Linked DNA regions of Capra hircus: region 1 is linked to region 2. Evidence: chromatin contacts called from public Hi-C data. All regions are on one chromosome and are shown on one strand. The core of a region is the stretch at or near the end of the contact, and the rest is flanking DNA. Distances in the headings are between cores, read along the strand shown.

Region 1 (3,721 bases), core at 1,084-3,583, 96 kb after region 2:
AAGAGATTGTTAGGAGGCTACTGTAAAAGTTCAGGTTGGAAAGGATGACTGGAATGTTTGCCAGGGGAAATGGAGGTAGAGATTTGAGGCTTATTAAGGAGGTGAAATAGAAATGACTAGATGATTGGATAAGACAAGGAGCTGAATCAATAATGACTCGTACTTGGACTTCTCTAATGGTTCAGTGGGTAAGACTTTGCTTTCCACTGCAGGGGGAAGAAGCGGGATGGGTGGGCAGGTTCCATCCCTGGTCAGGGAACTAAGATCCCCCATGCCCTGCTGCAAGGCCAAAATAAAATAAAAACACTCACATTCATTCTCAACTTTCTAGTTCTGATGGCTGTGGATGCTGGTGCCAACAGCTGAGGGAAGGGCTGCTTTGAAGGCAGAGGACAAGTATAGTTTTGGACAAGCTGAGTTTGAGGTGCCCCTATGATATCTAGATAGAGCTTCCTGGCAGGCAGTTGGATATTTGGGTCTAACTCTTGTGGAAGAGGTCTGGGCTGCAATGGCTGATTGGGTAATTGCAACCTTGAGGTTAGAGGTGATCTCCTAAGAGTGGAATGAGAAGAACTGTGGGTTCGGAGTCTTGCATATAAGGTGGAGACTCAGAATTAGTGGCACTTAAGGATGCCACCCAAGGAGGCAGAGGCCTTATTTACTGAGATGTTAGAACTGGAAGAATATACTCTTCTGCAAACCAAGAGAATGTTGAGATTCCAGAAGGTGGGAGTCATCTGAATTGTCAAATGTAGCAGAGAGACCCAGAAAGAGAATGCCTGCAGAATGCCACTAAGATTTGGGAGAGTCAGGGGTTCTCTTACCCAAGCAGGGTGAGGAAGGGTGTGTGTTGGGGAGAAGAGGGGAAGCTGGAATGCCCAGTGTCCAGAAATGAGGAAGTGGAGACAGCAGAGAGACCACTGTTTTAAGAGGTCATGAGAGGGAGAGGAGCCCTTGGAAGCTAACTGGAGAGGGCACTTGGAGTGAAGGTTGGGCACCATAGTTTTGTTTTTAGGAGCTAAGTTTGTTTAAAGGCCAAGAGAAAACAGCAAGGATCCAAGAAGCAAGGAGAGGTGAGGAAGGAAGCTTTATGGGCTCAACCCCACCAAGACAGCTTCTTATACTTTGCCCAACAAATACCACACTCCTTATCTCATTTACTCATTTGAGGGAGGAAACAGACGGTGAGACTGACCCCATGGGCTGGAGACAGGGCTATAGATCCATCTGGGTACAATGTCCGCCCACACCACGCGGTACGAGAAAGTACGCGTAAACTGTCCCCCTCCATGTGACGTAGGTGCCCAGGAGCAGCGTGTTCTTGGCTCCCGGTTAGGCGACATCGATGCCATGGGTATGTGCTGTGTCAGATGAGGTGTCACCACGTGCCGTGGATCAAGGGTAGCAACCCCCGACTTGTAGTATCATGCGCCAGGAACCAGAGCCTGAAAGCTCCCAAGGCCGGTACACCAGAGGTCGGGAGTCTCTTCCTTACTTCCGCCCCTGCAGATGGGAGTTCTGTTGGCCGCGAGGTGAATGACACTAACAGTGATGGCGGGGCCTGAAGGGCGCGGGCGAGAGTCTCAGGGCGAAAAGATGGCCGGAGCCCGAGGCAGCAGGTGGCTGAGTGCGCTCCTTGTGCGAGTCGCCCAAGGGACACCGCGAAAACCGAACTCGCTATTTGTTCACCCGGCCGGAAGATTTGTTCATCTCTGTGCCCCGAGATAAATCTTTTGCTAGGGGAAGTATTTAACTTGCATCCAGCGCTGTCGGAAGAAAATCCCTACCGCTGGAGGAGATGTAGTGGGAGCGTGGGAGCTTTCTCTTGGGTACGCCTTCCAATCCTCCTCCCAAGGCTGGGCACCGCTGAGTCGGTTGTTAAATGCGATCTATAGTTTTTGGTTTCTGCAAGGGGGAGTGTAATGTTAAGGAACTGCGAGCCGAGCCAGGATCTAACCTCCTCTCCATCATTCTTGTACAAGCTACCTCTGTGACCTTGACTCTGGGCAAGTCAGGCTAGGCCCCTCAATACAACTCGGTTTCCCTGTTCATAAAATGAGGATTTGGACTGTAATCTGGTGTTTGCACGGCGGCCAAGATGGCAAATATCACCTCCTCCCGCCAAAAAAAAATGCCGTCCTGCGTTAGAAACACCTACCCAACAGACAGCTCCTCTGCAGCGCTCTTCCTCCCTCTTTCTTTTCTGCTCCAGCCTCGGGAAGGGGGGCTAAAGGGGAAGATGTGGGCGGGGCCTGGTCATCGCCCCCGCCCACTCCGGCCCCGCCCCTCCCGGCGTACCCTCTGCGCCCCTCCGCCCTCCGCGCTGGATGAGGCAAGCACGTGACCTCACATCCGGCGCGGGAGTCCCGAGCTAGCAGCGCGCGCTCCCCTGTCCGCCCGCTGGCTCTCCCCGCAGCGTGATCCAGGCGCCACCGCTGAGGGGAGGGGGGTTCGCTTCGTCGCTGGCGGCGAGAGGCAGTTTCGGAGTGCAGAACGCCCCCCTCCCCTGCCTACCTCCCCCTGTCGCCCGCCCTTGTTCTCGCCCTGCTCCGGCTGCACGCAGCCGCCGCGGGCGCAGAGGAGGAGAGCGCGGACGCCCCAGCGCCCGGCTCGGCCCGGGCCCCGCCGCGGCGCCTCCCTCCCCTCACCCGGAGCCGCAGCGCGCGGCGGCGGCGGCTCCTCGAGCTCGAGCGACCCGCGGCCGCCGGCGCTGGCCGAGGGCGATGGGGCTGGGCTGAGGTGAAGCGGCGGCGGCGGCGGCTACAGCGGCGAGCCCGGCCCCGGCCCCACACGGCCCTTTGGCAGCTCCGGACGGGAGGCCGCCCGGGAGACGGCGCGGGGGCGCCAGGTGAGTGGCTCCAGCTTCCCCGTCACGGCGGAGGGCAGGGTGAACGGGGCGTGGAGCGGGTGGTGGTGGTGATGTGGGAGGTTGGAAGAGGTGAGTGGTATTGTTGGGGGTGGCGGGCACCAGGTGAGCTCGGGGTCGGCCTCCTCGGGCCGGAATTGGGCATCATTTTTCTGGGAAGGTGTGTGTAGGGTGAGGAGGGGAGCGCTAAGACTGCTGATTGTCTGGGACAGGTGCGGCGAGAAGAAGGGCTCCACGTTGTGGGTGTGAAGGCCTGGATGGACACGCCGCTAGTTGGGGAGGCAAGTGCGTTGGGGTTTGCGAGTGAGATGGTGAGGTGGTCCAGCGCTTTTAGAAAGTCCTGGAGATGGTGAGATCGAAGGTAGCGGTATTGGCAGGGAGCTTGATGGGTTTGCTTGGGTACTTACTGAGGAATCACGGAGTAGTAGCTTTGCCAGTCACCGCATTAAGCCGAGTGAGGCCCAGAGAGGAAAAGTGACTTAACAACTTGCCAAAGGCCTCTCACTTCGGCTCTGGAAACACCTAGGGCCCTTTCCTCCAGTACTTCCGTGACCGCTCTCTCTATAGCTTCTCCTTCTCCCCACGTCTTCGGAAAAGTTAGGTTCTGGTGGATGTGTGACCTGGGTTTTTTCTTTTTCTTTTGCGGCCGTGGGGAGCCGAGGGAATCTGATTTTGTTGTTTAGTCACCTAGTCGTGTCCGACTCTTTGCGACCCCCTGGACTGCGGCACTCCAGACCTGCGTGTCCCTCACTATCTCGGAGTTTGCCCAAATTCATGTCCATTGAATGGGTGATGCCTTCCAACCATCTCATCCTCTGTCGCCCTCTTCTTCTGCCTTCTATCCCAGCGTCAGGA
Region 2 (3,559 bases), core at 924-3,423:
AATCATAAAAGCTCTCTTTCAGGGATAGAATTACATGCAGTCTTCAGTTTGGTTTTTTAAAAAGTTTCTATACAAAACTGAACAAATGTTGCTCCTGAAACAGGGAAAAGACTACAAAAATGTTAGTTATTTTCACTTTTTTTCCTAAGGGGTGGAGAGAGACCTCAGTTACAAAGATTTGGATTAATCATACTTCTTAGGGACAGTCTCATCTACTACTTCCACTAGAGGGCACTCTTCTGAAATTTTAGGTTGCTGAAGATTTTGGAAAGGCGGTTTCAGGGTTTCATTTCAAACCTAGTTGGAGGACTCCAGCTTCTTTATTTGTTTGCTTACTTGTTTGCTTGTCTTTAAATACACTTTTTCTTTGGGAATAATTTTAGATTTACAGAAAAGTTATAAAGGTGGTGCAGAGAGTTCTTGTTTACCTTCACTCAGTTCCTCCTAAGATTAACACATTGCAGCACCATGTGTCAGAACTGAGAAATTAACATTATTACAGTAGTACATTACTGTTACCTAAAGTACAGACTTTATTTGAATTACACCAGTTTTTCCATTAAAATGCTTATTCTGTTCCAGAATATAATCCAGTATATCACACTGAATTTAGTAATTTTTTTTAAAACAAACTACAAAACTCACTGTGGTAATCACACATCACCAATTATACTTTACATGAACATGTATATTTTCTAAAGAAAGATGAAGGTTACCATTCTTTCTTTCACCTCTCGTTTCACTTCCATTACGTTTGCAGAAGTTATGTAACTTTTTCAATCCCTATGTTGTCATCAACATTTCCGTCCTTTGCACTGTATGAGGAACCATCATTTTTAGTAATTTCGTATCTTCTCCAATTAATCTTTTTTTTTTGCAGTTTATGTTCCCTCCAGTAGGATGTCATTAAAAAATCAATGCTGTGGAATGATAACAACTTTGTTAGGTGTAATAATGGCATTGTGCTTAGGATTTTTTTAAAGTCCTTATCTATAAGATAATACTGAAGTATTTACAGACGACATTATTTACTTTAAAATACTTAAGCCAATGAAAGCTTGGGGAGCTAGAACAAATGAAGGAGGGTGTGTCCATGGGTGTTATTGTTTTACTTTTGTGTATGATTGAAAATCTTATAATTAAAGAGTTGTTCAAAAGAAAAAGGCGTGGCACAGCTGAAGTCAGCGGTGACTCAAGTTTTTGAAGTACATTCTGTCCTCCTGCAAAAAACGGGAAGGGCTTCATGGGGGAGGATGGGAAGGCGGGAGAAGAGGGAGGAACTGGGGAGAAGACTGTCAGGCTTCCTTTTGCCTCACCCACCCCATATTCTGCCCTCTCTCCTGCTGGGGCCACCACATCCTGCCCAGGGAGGGACAGGGAGCTTGTGTGGGGGCACGGACCAAGAACCCAGCTTTGGTGCCCCTTCTCTGCCCTCCTCAGAGTCAAGATGGGGTCTCTGCCCTTTGCTCTGGGCCTACCAGGTGCCCTGGGTGTGAGCTTGCGGCAGAGCTCTGCCAGCACAGCCTGGGGCACCTCCCTGCCTGCTCCGCCCCTTCCTCCACCTCTGTGGAACTCCACCCGCAACCCCCCACCCCCACACATAGCTGAGCCCCATCTCTGGGCTAGCAGTTATCAGCAGACAAATAGAGGGGTTCAATAAAGTTTTTATAATCTTAATTCAGATAACACAGCTACACACACACACACACACACAAACACACATGTCCCGGGCACTGCAGGAGGTGCCAGAGGAATGAGAGCAGATGGCAAAGTTACCCTTTAAGAACCTGAATCAGATATATTTGAGGTTTGGGGTGGAACCAACTGTACAGTAAAGGCTGATTAAAAATGAATCTTGGGTGGTAGCAAATACCCTGGAGTTTCAAAGTGAAGATTTTATTTGCATCTCTTTTTCTTAGTTTTATGGTTTCGAGTTGACTCATCTCAGCCATGTGGTTAATAAATGGAATCTTCATTGTTATGTCTAATAATAATAAATCCTAATAATAGTAATTTAAAATCTGTATAGATGATAATCTTTTTCAAGCCCTTCATAATTATCACAATTATCCTAGTGACCATTTAACTAAATTGGAGCCGCTAGTAGCTGCTGCCTTCTTGCTTGCTGAAATCAGCTGTTCCTTTGCCTCCAGCCCAATGCAGGGCCAGGCTTCTGGCTCAAGGAGCTGATGGGCTGGCGCTGATCTCTGCTCTGCTCCGTGATGGTGGCAAACTCTATTCAACACTTTTTTTCTTTATCTCTTTTTATTCTGCAGCAGAAGTATTGGGAAGCCCTAATCTCGGAGCAGGTATGGACAATTGTGCTCTCTCTTTACTCCAGAAGGGACTTCCTGTGGCTTGATTTCAGTTCCTGTTTTTGTGAGCCCCTCTTAGATGGCTGGGCCCCTGCCAAATTCCTCTAGGGGAAAAAAATCTGAAAATAAGAGGAGAGTCTGAAAGTTGAGGTTCTTTCCAGGTTCTTTCAGTTCAGAGTTCTTTCTGCTTTGTCCAAACCATCTAGTAGGGATTCAGAGAAGATGCATTACCCAAGGAAGAAATGTGCTTGGAACAAGTCTCTGAACGGGAGGAAGCCCAGCAGCTCCCTAGTGGCAATGGTGCTGGGAGTGACTGAGAGAGCATAGATCAACATTCCCCCGTGTTGTCACTTGGAGACCTTGGCCAGCTGGCTCCTGTCTCCCTGCCATCCTCAACTCCAAGTGACAAATGAGCACATGATTCATGACAGCCACCTGTGCCTGTCACCTCCCAGGATTTTTTTTGTTTTTATGATCAGAGAGTAGATTATCTTCTGCTCAAATTCTCTGCATGCCTGGATTCCAGCGATGTTTTTATTACTTAAAATGACATTTAAAAACACATTATTTGGGGAATTCAGAAGGAAGAGATTTAAAACATTTTTGAAGGTTTTAACCCAGTTTAAAGAGTGCCTCATCAGAGTTTCTGTTTCCTGGCAGCTGAACTGGTCAGGAGTAGCAAGGATAACTCTTAAGAAGACATTTTAGGAGCTGAAGCAGTGGTTCTGATACATCAGGGTGGCTAAGAATCACCCTAGGAGCTTGTTCAAATGCCAAGCCTTAGATCCCAAGCTACAGATGGGGTCAAGGGAGCCTTTTTGATAAGCACCCTGGGCCCTCCTGGTGAGGCTGGTCCAAAACCAGATCTAGCACTTGGGTCTCCACTTGAAAATAGAATTCACCCAGAAACACACTGTCCATTCTTAGAGAACGGACCAGGCCCCTGCTTCCACTGCTAGGCGACTGGGTCTTGGAGGCTGAGGGGCCAGGGAACTCTTTTACTTGGCATTTCTGATAATGTCTGGAAGGGATTTGCTTAGAGGTATACCCCCAAGTCTGCAACCACAGGTAGATGAGAAACCAGCACCAGAAGGGCCTGACACAGCCCCAGACATGGACGAGGGGCTGAGCTGCCCCAAGCAGATCAGCTCGGGCCCTCACCAGCAGGGTGACTGGGAGATGAGGTGGTCATTTTAACGCAATGCTATTTCTCATGACCAAGTAGTAGAATCAATTCAGTTATT

The links. Hi-C and Micro-C count contacts between places; a contact is called where the count stands out from the background.
Region 1: a Hi-C map of liver shows a contact between it and region 2, with 2.3 times the contacts expected there. The contact joins the promoter of ATP13A3 here to the enhancer-like site in region 2. A contact is called at or near these places in 4 of 5 Hi-C or Micro-C datasets (blood and liver).

What each region holds. Positions count from the first base shown.
Region 1 is chr1:72,784,279-72,787,999 of ARS1.2, forward strand. It overlaps ATP13A3 (probable cation-transporting ATPase 13A3), which reads left to right and starts at 2,334. Exons shown (of 33, transcript XM_018046535.1): 1 at 2,334-2,848.
Region 2 is chr1:72,688,653-72,692,211 of ARS1.2, forward strand. The region is part of intron 9 of TMEM44 (transmembrane protein 44); the gene reads left to right. Among named protein-coding and RNA genes, the nearest start is that of TMEM44, 40 kb to the left of the region's middle. Within about 2 kb of position 2,174, at least 3 of the 5 cell types and tissues checked have an H3K27ac peak or open chromatin away from gene starts, as enhancers often do.